Regions from separate parts of the Mus musculus genome. Here all the other regions are linked to region 3. A link is a contact called in public Hi-C and HiCAR-type data. All regions are on one chromosome and are shown on one strand. The core of a region is the stretch at or near the end of the contact, and the rest is flanking DNA. Distances in the headings are between cores, read along the strand shown. Region 1 overlaps Lyzl4os (lysozyme-like 4, opposite strand). Region 2 has its middle 25 kb from the start of Lyzl4. Region 3 overlaps Ulk4 (unc-51-like kinase 4).

Evidence for each region. A called contact is a pair of places that touch in the nucleus more often than the background predicts. HiCAR-type assays count read pairs that join an accessible place to other places.
Region 1: a Hi-C map of cortical neurons shows a contact between it and region 3, with 5 times the contacts expected there. The contact joins two enhancer-like sites. A contact is called at or near these places in 8 of 39 promoter capture datasets (the 3T3-L1 cell line, 3T3-L1-derived adipocytes, HPC-7-derived erythroid cells and 4 more), 3 of 15 datasets of contacts at CTCF or cohesin (embryonic stem cells, large pre-B cells and stem cell-derived epiblast-like cells), 143 of 484 Hi-C or Micro-C datasets (the AML12 cell line, B cells, the BV-2 cell line and 72 more), 11 of 115 datasets of contacts at active chromatin or transcription factors (Th17 cells, astrocytes, bone marrow-derived dendritic cells and 6 more) and 3 of 9 other capture datasets (adipose tissue, embryonic stem cells and liver).
Region 2: a HiCAR-type map of fibro-adipogenic progenitors shows a contact between it and region 3, with 7 times the contacts expected there. The contact joins two enhancer-like sites. A contact is called at or near these places in 1 of 484 Hi-C or Micro-C datasets (embryonic stem cells) and 1 of 115 datasets of contacts at active chromatin or transcription factors (fibro-adipogenic progenitors).

The regions. Positions count from the first base shown.
Region 1 is chr9:121,598,300-121,602,931 of GRCm38.p6, forward strand. It overlaps Lyzl4os (lysozyme-like 4, opposite strand), which reads left to right. Exons shown (of 4, transcript NR_040740.1): 2 at 635-754; 3 at 4,546-4,632. It also overlaps a transcript of Lyzl4 not described here. Among named protein-coding and RNA genes, the nearest start is that of Lyzl4os, 14 kb to the left of the region's middle. Within about 2 kb of position 2,577, at least 51 of the 459 cell types and tissues checked have an H3K27ac peak or open chromatin away from gene starts, as enhancers often do. A contact at or near this core is called in fibro-adipogenic progenitors, where this site is marked.
Region 2 is chr9:121,559,701-121,564,072 of GRCm38.p6, forward strand. No RefSeq gene overlaps it. Among named protein-coding and RNA genes, the nearest start is that of Lyzl4, 25 kb to the right of the region's middle. Within about 2 kb of position 1,536, at least 7 of the 459 cell types and tissues checked have an H3K27ac peak or open chromatin away from gene starts, as enhancers often do. A contact at or near this core is called in fibro-adipogenic progenitors, where this site is marked.
Region 3 is chr9:121,251,606-121,256,176 of GRCm38.p6, forward strand. Ulk4 (unc-51-like kinase 4) reads right to left here. Exons shown (of 37, transcript NM_177589.3): 13 at 3,512-3,616; 14 at 1,048-1,108. Among named protein-coding and RNA genes, the nearest start is that of Gm34735, 16 kb to the right of the region's middle. Within about 2 kb of position 2,581, at least 23 of the 459 cell types and tissues checked have an H3K27ac peak or open chromatin away from gene starts, as enhancers often do. A contact at or near this core is called in fibro-adipogenic progenitors, where this site is marked.

The DNA of each region.
Region 1 (4,632 bases), core at 1,327-3,826, 350 kb after region 3:
ATGAGTAAGAACTCATGACCAGGGCCTGGGCTCAGTGATGTGGACGGAGTCCTCCACTTATTGCAGACACTAACTGCAGCCAACAGATTATTAGCAAAAAATGAAGGATCTCAAGTGCCAGGGTTATTTATAAAGAAACAGCTTCTGTGGCTTTGATAAATTTATCATGAAATGTCGTGCTGAAACCCAGTCCAGCCAGAGCTCAGTACAGCTGTGATCACAACTGGAGACATGCTGAAGGTTCTGGATGTAGGAACATCAAACACCTGAGTATGTGCATGTATGTATGAGTGCACATGTGAATGCATGCATGTTCTTACATGTGTTTGTATGTCTGTGTGTTCCAGCATATGTTTGTGTGCACATGTATGTGCATGTGTGTGCAAGCACATGTATTTATGTGTTTTGCAGGTGTGTTTGGGCACATGTGTGTGCAAGCACACATGTTTACATTTTGTGCAGGTGTATATGTGTGTGCATGCATGTATGTGTATGTGTGCATGGGCACATGCAGGGATAAAAGAATCATAAACTCTGCAGAGCAGAGGACGCTTTGGAAATAGCCCTTCCTAGGGACTGTGAGTTAATTAAACCTCCCCTTTAAAGCCTACTTACTTACTTTTCCTCCCTACAGGCCCTGAGCATATTAGACAAGCCCACAAGACCCATCTTTGTGGGTTTATGGGATACTAGCCAGGCTGCTGGACAGACCTGCCATCCCACACACCTGGCACAAGAGGACAGAGAGTCCAAGGTCAGTTTGGTCAATGTAGTGTGACTCTGTCTCAAAAATAAAGTAAAATAAAATAAAATAAAATAAAATAAAATATGACTGGGGCTATATACAGCTCAGTGATAGATCAGTAGCCCAGCATTTGCAAAGTCCTGGGTTCAATCCCCAGCACTGCTAAATACACACACATGTATACATAAATGGTATGGGAGTAAAGGGAGGGTGGGAGAGATAGGGAGGGAGTGGGGTAGGGCTTCTAGGCACCAGGTGTGGGTAACAGGAAAAACAGGGAAGAACTCTCAGTTCCAGCCAGAAACCTTGATCCCAAAGACAGCTCGACCCCATCTGCCAGCCTAGGGACTCTCCTTAAACACAGAAACTGTCGTTGATACTAAGTTAAAGGACTAGAAAGCCAGAAGTCAGTGAGGGAGGTCAAGATCTGAACAGCCTGTACCCCACTGTGCAGGGTTGTGGTGAAGTTACATGTCTGAGCCCATGTCAGGGACACGGGAAACCATCTCTTATAACAGTGTCAGACGCTGCTGTGGAGAGCTGACGATCACCCAGCTCCTGAAACTCTTCCGGCTCATAGTTTTAATGAACTGCCAAGTCCTCACCACCACCACCCACCCCTACCTCCTGGGGACTGCAGGCAGCCTGACTGCAGTCATGCAGCACAGGGTCAGGTGGTCAGTCACGTGGCATGGGTCAGGTGATCACTAAGCCTGCTTCTCTCCCTTATAGGACACCCACCTCCCTTGGCGATCTGTAAGAGTAGATTCCTAGAGGGTTAAGGAGGTGGATCAGTGAAAAATGGGGTTGTTCTGAAAGCATGAAGACCTGAATTCGGATTCCTAGAACCCACTAAAAGCCATACATGGTAACACACCCCTATAATCCCAGCATTTTTACAGCAAGACTGGAGGCAGAGACAGAAGAGCGCCCTGATAAACAGGTCCACGCCCTGAGGTGTGGGGTGTTCATAAAGCTCTTAGCTGAACAGTGAACCGGGACCTCCTCTCTCTGCTAGCTACTCCTCTCTCTCCCCAAACCTAAGAACAGTGAATGTCCGGTAATGAAGGTATGTCTTCCACAGCCTCAACCAGTACACAGCAGAGACCAGGTACCAGTCTGAGCATACTCAGCTTGGGGGAGAATAGTGAACACCAGCCAAGTCAGAGGAGAACTGCAGCCAAAGCAGACAAACATGGCAGGGCTCAGGCAGCCACTGGTTTCTGAGAAACAAGCAGCCGGCTTTCCTACGCTGCTCACTTGGCTTTTAAATAAGGTTTGCTTTGTGCTCACAGTCCTCAAGGCTCTCATACCATGTGTTAAAATCCACTCCAGACTGTGAGCTCCACGTCGAGATGGCTATGGCACCCAGAGTGTCACCTTCCTTCCCTGTCTGAATCATGTGACTTTAAACTTGTCCCCTTCCCCAGCTCTGTGAAAATGAGTCTTCCTTTGCCTCTGGTGAAAGCCGATCCTCCCAGGAAAATGTATGCGATCTAGTTGAGATTTATGCTAATGGCCCTCAAGTCTCTCTGATTCAGTTTAGATCTTTTAAAACGCCTTGATTAAATTTGGATTTTCCAAAAATGTCAGAGACTTTGAATCAGGAAGTGCAAATTCGTTGCAAGTTTGCCAAGTGTGGGACGCTTCTCTTCTTTCAGTCCTTCACATCCTTTCGTGACTGAGACCCGTGGTTTGCACAAACGGGTACATATTTAGCCTGATGGCTGAGGAGAAACACTTGCCAGAATTACACGCTATCTCCCTTGCTTCACAGGCTCCAGGCAGGATACCTCAGAGGTTAAGGCATACTTGGGTCTCTTCAGCCCCCTGACCTCATCTGCACATGTCAGGCTGTGACTTCCAAGTCAGTAGCTCCTCCCTTAGGAAGACAAGGGCACATTGCAGCGAAATCTCTCAGAAGTGAGATGGCTGAAGCAGGCAAGCGTCAGAGCCTTCCCCACATCTCAGGGCTGATCCACCAGCATTGGAAGACAGACTGGGATTCTCCAACACCCACACTTGGCATCAACAGGTGGAGCTGACACAATGACAGCCCCCCTCCGGGAAGCCAATTTTCTGGCAGAGGATGGGGGAGGAAGCTGTAAATGGCCCAGGTTCCCCTGTCCTTTGCAATCTGACAGCAGCGACAAGCAATGCCCAGTGGCCATGGAAACAAGCTGGAGCAGGAAGGACAAGTGTTGGAGATGTAACAGAACACCCCCACCCTCCCCCACCCCCCTTGGCAGCTGAGGAACATGCTGAGACCTGATGGGACGTTTCCTTCTGTGTCTGAGGACACAGCTCAGCTCCAACAGCTGAGAAACCCTGCAGGGAATCTGAACAGGACCAGGAGCCAAAGCTTGACCCGGCTTTTGAATTAACTTATTTTATGTTGCCAGTGTCTCAAGCCTAGGCTGGCCTCTAACTTGCCATGTAGCCAAGGATGGTTTTAATAGTTGATCCTCCTGAGTCTACCAACTGAGCACTGTTACAGGTCTGTGCCCTGACTAGTCTTATCCAATGCAGGGAATCAAACCCAGGTGTTCCATGCGTGCTAAGCAAGCACTGAGTTAGTACGAGGAATCCCTGGGCTGTACTTGCCAAGTATCTGTAGGTAATAGAAAATCCCAATTGGTGGCTGAGACACATAGATTTTGAATTTGTTGGCGAGCCGGCACAGCTGATGTGGCAGCTCGAGAGTCCATTGCAGAGTGCCTCAGCATTGCAGGAAGCTTCTCGTAGATTCCCTGCACCCCAGATCCTTTCACTGGGCTTGTCATGGGTAGAATCAGCAAAGAATCAGAATGGCTTCCCAAGGATTCCTCACAAAGCTGACATGAGGGACTGGGATGTGGCTACGTTGGTAGACTGCTTGCCTAGCATACACAGAACACCTGGGTTTGATCCCTTGCGTGGAGTAAAATCAGGTGTGATGACTCAAGTCTGTCAACCAGCATCTGAGCGAGGAGGTTGAGGGTTGGGGGAGGGGAGGCTCAAAGTCATCCTTAGCTAGGTAGAAAGTTTGGAGTCATGCTGGGCTACATGAGACCCTGTCTTTAAAAAGGAGGGAGGGAGGATCTTAAGTCTGAGGCCAGTCTGATTTACACAGTAAAATCCTCTCTCTCTCTCTCTCTCTCTCTCTCTCTCTCTCTCTCTCTCTCTCACACACACACACACACACACACACACACACATATACACACACACACAAAGTTGCAAGGTCTCTTCCCACCCCTCCCCCAACTCTGAAGCAACCTCCACATGACTTCTTTTTTTATCCTTAATGTTTTATTACATTTACTTACTGTGAGTAGGACCACGGGTAAACCAAGGCCCACACCTGGAGATCAGGGACAGCTTAAAAGAGCTGGTTCTCCCCCTCCACCATGTGTGTCTGGGGATTGAACCAGTGCTGTCAGGCCTGGTGGCCAGGCCTTTACCCAGTGGCCCCACTGTGTGGATTCTATCACAGAGGTTGGGCTTTCATGTTTTAGGACTTCAAAGAATTAGAAACAAAATGTCATCTCCCTTGGCATTCTGCCCCAGCACCCGCAGCCTGTTGCCTGTTGCTGCTAAACCACAGTTTGCAGATCCGTTCATATACTGAGAGGCATCTGCACCATCTCCAGGTTCAGGCTGCTCTTGTGTTCTGCTCATTGCTTTCCAACACTCTTGGTTGAACCCCAATTAGAACCTCAGGGCAGATAGACCTGAGTAGTGGGGCACAGAGACATTCAACTTCCTATGTAATTGCAGGATCATTTTGTAAAGTGTGGCTTTGCATTTCTCACTCCCAGAGGCAGTATGCAGATGTCCAGCTGCTTACATGAGGAGCTCTGGGAAGAGCTGAGAGTAGCCCAGGTCCACCTCTGGACCTGGAGGGC
Region 2 (4,372 bases), core at 286-2,785, 310 kb after region 3:
TGTCTCTGGCTTGTTATTGTAACCTCAGATTGTGCGTCTCTGGCTTGTTATTATAACCTCAGATTGTGTGTCTCTGGCTTGTTATTGTAACCTCAGATTGTGCGTCTCTGGCTTGTTATTGTAACCTCAGATTGTGTGTCTCTGGCTTGTTATTGTAACCTCAGGCAGCTTCTTCAGTTTCTTCATCTGCAGAGTAGGTACAGGGGTACCCACTGACAACATAGGTACCAAAAGCCACACCAAAAGGCTGCTTTGCCTTGAGGGCCAAAAGCCAGTCTGTCAAATGAGGAGTCCATGTGATCCTTGTAGATTCTGGTTTTGTTTTCCAGCTTCCTGAGTCTCCACAGCAGGCTTTTATAGAATGTGCAACTGTCTCCCTGTCTCTCTTATGGCCAGAGATTGGAGCGTGAGAAATGGAGATGTGTGGGTAGAGACAAGGAGCTTCAGGAGCCAGTGAGATTCGAGCAGGGTTGTAGGGTCGGCATCACAGTCATGAGGTTGTGCCATGTAACATGATCTCCCACACACACAACCTTTGGAAGCAGGGAAGTGAACTGTGGATGCTCACAGAAGCATGCTGGGTCTTCAGCTTCTCCTCCCTCCATCAGCAACGATAGAAGTGTGAGCAAAGGCATTGGATGCTTTCTTTTGCATTTACAAGTTTTATTTTTTATTACGTTAGATCTTGGACATATTCACACTTGTACATAATACTGGTTAGTTGCCTGAGCCCCAGCAGTGGACAGGCCCGATCTGACACAGACCCAGGGAAGGTCACGATCACTATGACATTCACAACCCATCTCCCAGCATTCTAGTTCTTACATTCTTTCTGCTCCCTCTTCCAGAATGTTCCCTGAGCCCTGAAGGGATGATGTAAGTGTATTACTTAGGGCTGAGTCCTCAGCTGTCACTTTTCCTCAGCACCTTATGCAGCCACGAGCGAATGTTCTTATTCAGCACTGTTATAAAGACAGAACAAAAAAAAAAAAAAAAAAAAAAAAAAAAAAAAAAACTCGGCCAATTAAGACCAATTAGACAAAACACACTGATCACACTCTCCACTGAGCCAACTGGGAGACACGCGAATGCTTTCCTCACTGGATTGTTGGAAAGATTTAATGAGGGCAGGGCCTGGAGGTTGAGCGGAAAACTCAGTCAGGAGTGAATGTTGTCATTACAATATCTCGATCCAGCTCTCACCCACAACCTGAGCCAACCTGACTCTTCTCTTTCCCACCCGAAGTTCAGCCACAATCAACTTTCTAACCACACAGGGGTGATTAAATGAGCCCCCAAGAGTGTGGAAAGGAACTAAAAACTCCTGAAATTTAAGTCATGAAATCTGCTCATGACAGGGCTCAAAGAGTAGACCCAAGAACAAGCCCTGGGCTACAAACAAATTAACCCCTAAAGGGGTAGAGGCAGAGGCTGCCTGTGCCCCTGCCTGTGGGAAGCTGGACGCCATCAAACTCTACACTGCACAGTAAGAGCCAGCATCCAAGCTCGTGCTTAGTCTGTTGCTGTGGGAGCCTCTGGAAGTGAGATGAGAGTGTCTGGCTGACTAGAACCTCCAAGATGTCCAGAATGACTCAACTTCCTTCTGGCTTGTTCTCAGCCCCTTCTCACAGGTTATGTGATGTCAAGCATCAAGTAACTTCTGGGATTTCGAAGATAGACTTTCTGAGCTTTCACATTTGAGAGCCAGACCAGTTGGGAAAGAAATAATATTTTCCTTTGTAAAATTCATACCCAATCCCACTATGGCTGTGGGCCCTTCTTTGTGGCTCTGGACCTGCCCTACTATGGATGTAGGCTCTTCCCACTGTGGCTGTGGCTCTTCCCACTGTGGCTGTGGCTCTTCCCTCTGTGGCTGTGGCTCTTCCCTCTGGGCTGTGGCTCTTCCCACTGTGGCTGTGGCTCTTCCCTCTGTGGCTGTGGCTCTTCCCACAGTGGCCATGGCTCTTCCCTCTGTGGCCATGGCTCATCCCTCTGTGGCTGTGGATCTTCCCTCTGTGGCCATGGCTCTTCCCTCTGTGTCCGTGGCTCTTCCCACTGTGGCTGTGGGTCCTTCCCTCTGTGGCTGTGGCATCTTCCCATGAGCAGTTTCAGGGAGTGTCCAGTGGGCTTGAGAGATGGCTCAGAAATTTGCTGCCTGGCAAGCATGAGGAATTGAGTTCAGATATCTAACATTCATGAAAAACCTGGGAACAGGGTACATACCTGTAGCCCCAGAACCAGGAGGAGGTACAGAGGGTGAGAGAGGGTAGACAGGACCCTAACTAAGCTCATTCACTTGTCTGGCTGATAACCTGAATTCTGAGTTCAGTGAGAGACCCTGTCTCAAAAGTAAGGAGGAGGAAAGCAGCCGAGGAAGATGCTTGATGTTGACCTCTGGCCTTCCCATAGGCATGCACATGAACACACATATGCACGCAGATGAACACACACACGTGCACACATGCACACACACACACACATGTACCTGCATGCACCTGCACACATACACACACAGGCACATGTACATACACACACACCACAGCACAGGCACACACACACACACAACACAGGCACAGGCACACACACACACAGCACAGGCACAGGCACACACAGCACACACACCACAAAAGGCAGGACATGGAACTGCTACAAGAGAGAGAATCTGACTTGAAGCTCCATGAAACATCAGCAAGCTTTGCTCTCAATCAGGTCTTCCTTACCTAATATCACTGGAGAGGAAGGGGAAAGTTCTTTCCAATATTAGTTTTAAAATCTAATTGAGCAGAATTCGGTTGCCTAGACAATGGTGTATTGAATTGTTCGGTGACAGTAAGGATGTATTAAAAATGCCCCCAACCTCCAGAACTATGGGCTAGCATAAATCTTGGGAGTTTTCAGCCACGGCTCCCTGTGTATCATGCCTTGCAATTGTGTTAGGAATGCAAATGAGGTGGTGAAGGGCTAGAGGAGCCTGAAGCTGTATGGCAACATCCCAGGGCAGGCTGGTGGCAAGCACCCATGCCCAAGAGGCAGAGCAGAATGGCATGGAGGTGTGCTGGGGGCTGCTGAGGAGTTGCTTTGATCTCAGAGATTGTGTTAGCCATAGTGTGTTTATTGGACAGATTATTTCCAGGTGTGTGTGTGTGTCTGTGTGTGTATGCATGTGTGTGCCTCTGTGTGTGCATATATGTGTGTGTGTGTTCATGTACATGCCTGTGGGAAGGCCAGAGGTCAACATCAGGTATCTTCCTGATGTGTTTGTGTGTGCATGCACATGTGTGTTCATACGTGTTCAGGTGCATACATGTATAGGGTTTTCTTTTTAAATTGTGTGTGTGTGTGTGTGTGTGTGTGTGTGTGTGTGTGTAGTTATTGTTACAGTTACTGTGGAGGATAGGAGAGGATGTCAGATCCCCTGGAGCTATAGTTACAGGCTCTTGGGAACTGCTGGACATAGGTTCTGGGAATTGATCTCAAGTCAATGGCTGCTCCTAATCACTGAGCAATCTCTCCAGCCTCCACCTTGTTTTCTCAGACAGGGTCTCTCACTAGGCAGGAGCTTATCAGGTAGACCAGGCTGACTGGCCAGCAAGCCCCAGCATTGCCTGTGCCTGCCTCCTCCACGCTGGGATTGCAAGTGTGCACAGCCACACACTTTTTACTTGGTTCTGGGAGTTAAACTCTGGTCTAAATGTACTTTGTTGTTTGAGCCATCTTCACAGTCCTGGAGGACACCCAGGACGCCTCAGGCTTGCCATCCCCCCTCTTCTGTACTGACTCAGCTCCAATATGCCTGTGTCTCTCAGTTTAAGGATAGAGAATGTGACACATACCTAGGAATGAATGACATAGACAAAGCCACCCACATGAGCCTGTGCACATGAGAGACTGAGCCACACGGACCTCGGGAGATCCGGGGTCCCAGCAGCTGGTTGTTGAGGCAGCAGTGCACCCGGCTCCTGGAGCGTCAATTCCAGGGGCCATGAGCATTTATCATGATAACTCACATCAAGCCTGCAAAGAACTCTGAAATTTAGCCAAATACAAATGCCTGATGCCCTGTGGCAGCAAGGGTGTTATGTCTCTTGCCAAAAAATATACCATCTGCTGCCACCACTTGACTTTAAAGGAAATATTTAAATATTACTATTGTATTCGTATGGATGTTCATCCACTGTTTTACATGTGTACCACATACATGCAGGTGACCATAGAGGCCAAAAAAGTGCCAGATTCCCTGAAACTGGAGTTATAGGCAGGTGTAAGCTGCCTGATACGAGTGCTGAGAATCAAACTAAAAGATCCTGACAGAGAGTAAAAAATTATTTAAGCCCCTAGACCTGTGTCCAAAATAGCCCATTGTTCCAGGATG
Region 3 (4,571 bases), core at 1,331-3,830:
GACTGTTAGACACATCCAGGTCGGTAGGGTGGCTGGCAAAACCTGGAACTCCAGCCTCCAGCTTCCCGCACAAACCAAAGACATCAAAAATGGCGTCTAACCGCACGACAAATGCCAGAAATGGCATCTAACTGCAGGACAAACGGCAGAAGTGGCATCTAACCACACGACAAACGCCAGAAATGGCGTCTAACAGCACAGATCTTACCTTATCTCTATCCATAGACAGACTCGTTTATAAAAACTGCAACTGTTCTCTAACTCTCAGGGGAAGGACTGAGTGATTTCCTGGGTTTCACGGGTAAGGGTTCTCGATACTAGCCACACTATGACTCTGTCACTTTGGTCCCTCAGAAGCGTCCCTCTTGGAGGCTTTGCTCTTAGCTTGTATCCATGTATGAGCTTGGCCTGCACTCATGTAAGTCAGTGTCTTCTTAACTGTGCATCCGTTTTGTTATCTCTAATTTAGTCCCAATCACCGAGTGACCTAGCCACAGAGGAGAACTGGCCCACTAAAAAGATGAACAGCAAAATTCCTGAGGTTCACTCCAGGAAAGACTTTCATGGGCTGAAGGGTAATGATCAGCAGCCATTAGCTATCTCTTCTCAGACACCATCCCCATGAGGGGAATCACATCCCCACAGGGGTGAGCCACCCAACTTCGCTCTCCACTGTCCTGGTCCTCCTAACACAATCCCAAACCTTTGGACTGTTGGCACTCACAGCAGCAACATGCAAGACTGACATCTCGCTGGCTTTACCAGGGAAGGGCAGAGACTCTCCATTCACTCAGCAAGAAAACAGGCCCAGCACCCCAGAGGCTTCCCCACCCACAAAAAGACATCAGCCCAGAGGAAAATCAAAAGCTGGCAAGGACAGAGACATCTGCAGTTGACCCCTGGTGTGCAGGAGGTGGGCCGAAAGCATTAACAAGAAAACAGGTCATTAGCTATTCCTCTCACAAACCAAGCAGCTAATGTAAGTAAAGAAGGTTCATATGCAATCTGTGTACAAAGGCCTGCGTGTTCGATGGGTCTGTGACTTACCAGAATATGCTGGTAGGTGCAAGATTTTTGGATCAAACTTGATTGCAGGTTGTTTCATTATCTGTGGTAGGAAAGCCACTTTTGAGAAACCTTTTAAACTCAATAGCTGTCCCTGTATCCAAACACAGACCAACAAAGTCAGAAAAGAACCATCTGACACTTAACCCTCTGGTCTGTCATCAAAAGGATTCAGGCTGGGTGTAGGGCATAACCCTGTGGTCCCAGCCCTGGGAGGTACAGGCAGGAGAGCTAAGGGTTCACCTAGGCTGCAGAGCAAGACCCTGTCTCAAAGCACCAGCAAACAAAAATAATTCAATGGTGCCATGTGAGATTCAAAGATATAAATATAGATAGAGTGTTTCCTTTTAAAATCCATTTCCACCAATATCTTCAGTAAGACAGAGCCTCACAGAGTGCTCAGGTCCTGCCACAGTGAGCCACTGAGCTGAGGAGGAGCCAAGCCATTAAACACATGACTCTACTGTCAGACATTGACATCTGACTGGGAAAACAAGACAAACACCTGTTAAACAATAAAATCTTTAGTATTTAACAATTAGAAACAGGCAGGACAAAATTATAGACAGATCTTCACAGAGAGAAACTTCTTAAAAATAATAAAGAAGCAAGTTGTTAGACTAGTGTGGTGTGGTGTGGACAGTGTCAGTGGGGGTGGAAGGCGGGCTGAGGTCTTGATGTGGCATGGGCAGTGAAGAAAGACAGGAGGGCCTTGATGGCTGTCTTTGAGAAGGGAATGGCTATTGCTGAGGGCACTAACACATATATACTTCATCACGCACCTGCACTTCATCTAAGAAATCCTGTGATGAAGAAACCAGTGGCTGGTCTAGGAGTTTAGAGCATGGGCCCCTCGCCTCCAGAGGTGATTAGCCACCCCTGTGTCTAATGTCTGCAGAACTGTGTGTTGCTGTCTTTAGCCCTCACAGACAGACAGCATTCTTGACAAAATGACAAAATGAACAAAACAAAAGTTCTTACTCAAATCTGATGCTCTAAATCCTTGCAAAAATCTAAACTAAAGACACTCCACAAAACACCTGATGGTCACTCAGCAAAGGGCTACAGTCACGAAGTGTCACAGGCCATGACAGCCAGGGACAGAGTACAGTAGACGGATGGGGGGGGGGGGGTTTGCAAGTGTGATGTGGGCCTTGAGCAGAAATAAAGACATCAGAGAGTCAGTGGGTGGAGTCAGTGGAGACTGGGGTCACTAAGTCTTTGGCCTGCCACCCTGAGCCTATGGCGACCACATCAGGCCAGGCAGAGCAAAGGCAAGCAAGGCTTTCTCTAACCTCAAGCCTTTTCCTGAATCTAAAACTTGTTTTAAAAATATAACTGACAATTGCTTAGATAAAAATAGTTTAAAAACCAAAATTTCTGCTTGCTAAAGTTTTCCAGTAACCTTAAGTAAGGAAATAAAGGACGAGACTCCAACCAATGGAATCACATGCTGCTCTACAAAGCCCATGGGGACAACACTGCATTACCCATGAAGCCTAGCACAATCCAGTCTCTCTGCCAGACTCTGACTCATGGAAAGACTCAGTCCTTTATAGGAGATGGTCATGTAAGGCAAAGACTGCCTGTCTAGGAAATCAGCACGTTCCCAGATGAGAGCAGGGGAAACTGCCACAGATGAATGTGGAAAAGATTTTTAAAAATACAAAGCTGGAAGACTAAAACAAAGGGGGCTGGAGAGATGGCTCTGTGGTTAAGAGCACTGACTGTTCCTCTAGAGGTCCTGAGTTCAATTCCCAGCAACCACATGGTGGCTCACAACCATCCATAATGGAATGTGATTCCTTCTTCTGGTGTGTCAGAAAATAAATACATAAAATAAATAAATAAATCTTCTTTTGTTTGTTTGGTTGGTTGGTTTTGTTTTTTGTTTTTTGAGATAGGGTTTCTCTGTATCGCCCTGGCTGTCCTGGAACTCACTTTGTAGACCAGGCTGGCCTCGAGCTCAGAAATCTGCCTGCCTCTGCCTCCTGAGTGCTGGGATTAAAGGTGTGTGCCACCACGCCCGGCTAGAAATAAATCTTTTAAAAGAAGAAGAAGAAAGAAGAAGGAGGAGGAGGAGGAAGAGGAGGAGGGTCACACTGTCCTCCACATCAGTCTGGACACCATGCAAGAGACTGGCTCTGTGTGACCAGCCCGTCCTTCCCCGTCACTGAGCCCTGCGCTTTGTAAGCACAGCTGGAATCAGGATGGGAGTGGGAGTTGAGGCCTGGGGTCTAGAGGTTGGTGGACCTCCACGGCGTGCAACAAGTGAGATCAAGCAGGATGAAGCGTACCCACTGCACTGACGTGTAAGTGAAGGGAAGAGAAGGGCTATGGCCTGTGGCAATGAGGCACACAGGCCAAGCAGCCGAGGAGAGGAGACACAGTGAGGCAGAGAATGCGCTGACCTCCCCTCCCCCACGCAGTGGGTGTCCCTCTGCACCTTCGGATTGTCTATAATTGGGGTGATCACAAGATCCGAGTCCGTGTAGATCAGCTCTCTCATCTGGGACTCCAGGGCCCCCTGGCTCAGGTGCCCGCTTGTCATCTGGAACAAGAGCAAAAGTCACACTTCACATTTACAAAGGAGAGCAACAGATCAGTGGTCCTGGATGCCTGTGTCAATGAACTTCAAGTGTGATGAACGTACCGTCAGCCTGATGGGTCTTCACATAAATACTGAACTGTGTGTGCCTGGTCACACCAACAGTTCTCACCATTGACTGGTCACACCAACAGTTCTCACCACTGACTGGTCATACCAACAGTTCTCACCACTGACTGGTCACACCAACAGTTCTCACCACTGACTGGTCACACCAACAGTTCTCACCACTGACTGGTCACACCAACAGTTCTCACTGCTGCCTGGTCAATCACACTAACAGTTCTCACCACTAGGCCAACCAGGATCACACTGCTATCCTCCCACACTGTGAGGTAAAGGTGACTTAGCACTGTCCAGGGTTTGGCTTGGTCTTGTTTCTTAAGATGAGCCTTGCCCCATCTTTTATCCACAAAACATGCAACTACTTCTATCTTCCTCATGAAATTAAATTCTTGGATTTTAAAAGTTCTGGCTAGCATGCTGCCTTGCTTCTAAAGAATTAAACATGCACACACATATTGCTTTGTGTCAGTGGGGGTACACACACATTATGCATACACACAAACTGTAATGCAATGATTAATGACTACATATTCTGTAATTCTATTTACATGAAATGTGTAAAACAGGCTATCTAGGAAGACCCATGGACTAGAGTAGGGACGTGGAGAAGGCCAAGTGTGACAGCAAACAGTTACAGTGTTTTTTTACAGGATAATAAAAACAGCTCTCTGATTGGCTGGAATAACAGTCACACAGCCTGTGAATCCCATTAAAGCCCATGAAACATCTACTTTAAATGGGTAAATTGTATTTCATGTCCATTATACCTCAATATAATCACCACTGAAAGCCTACCTCTAAGCAACAACCAGGGCCTTGTGCTTGCTAGGAA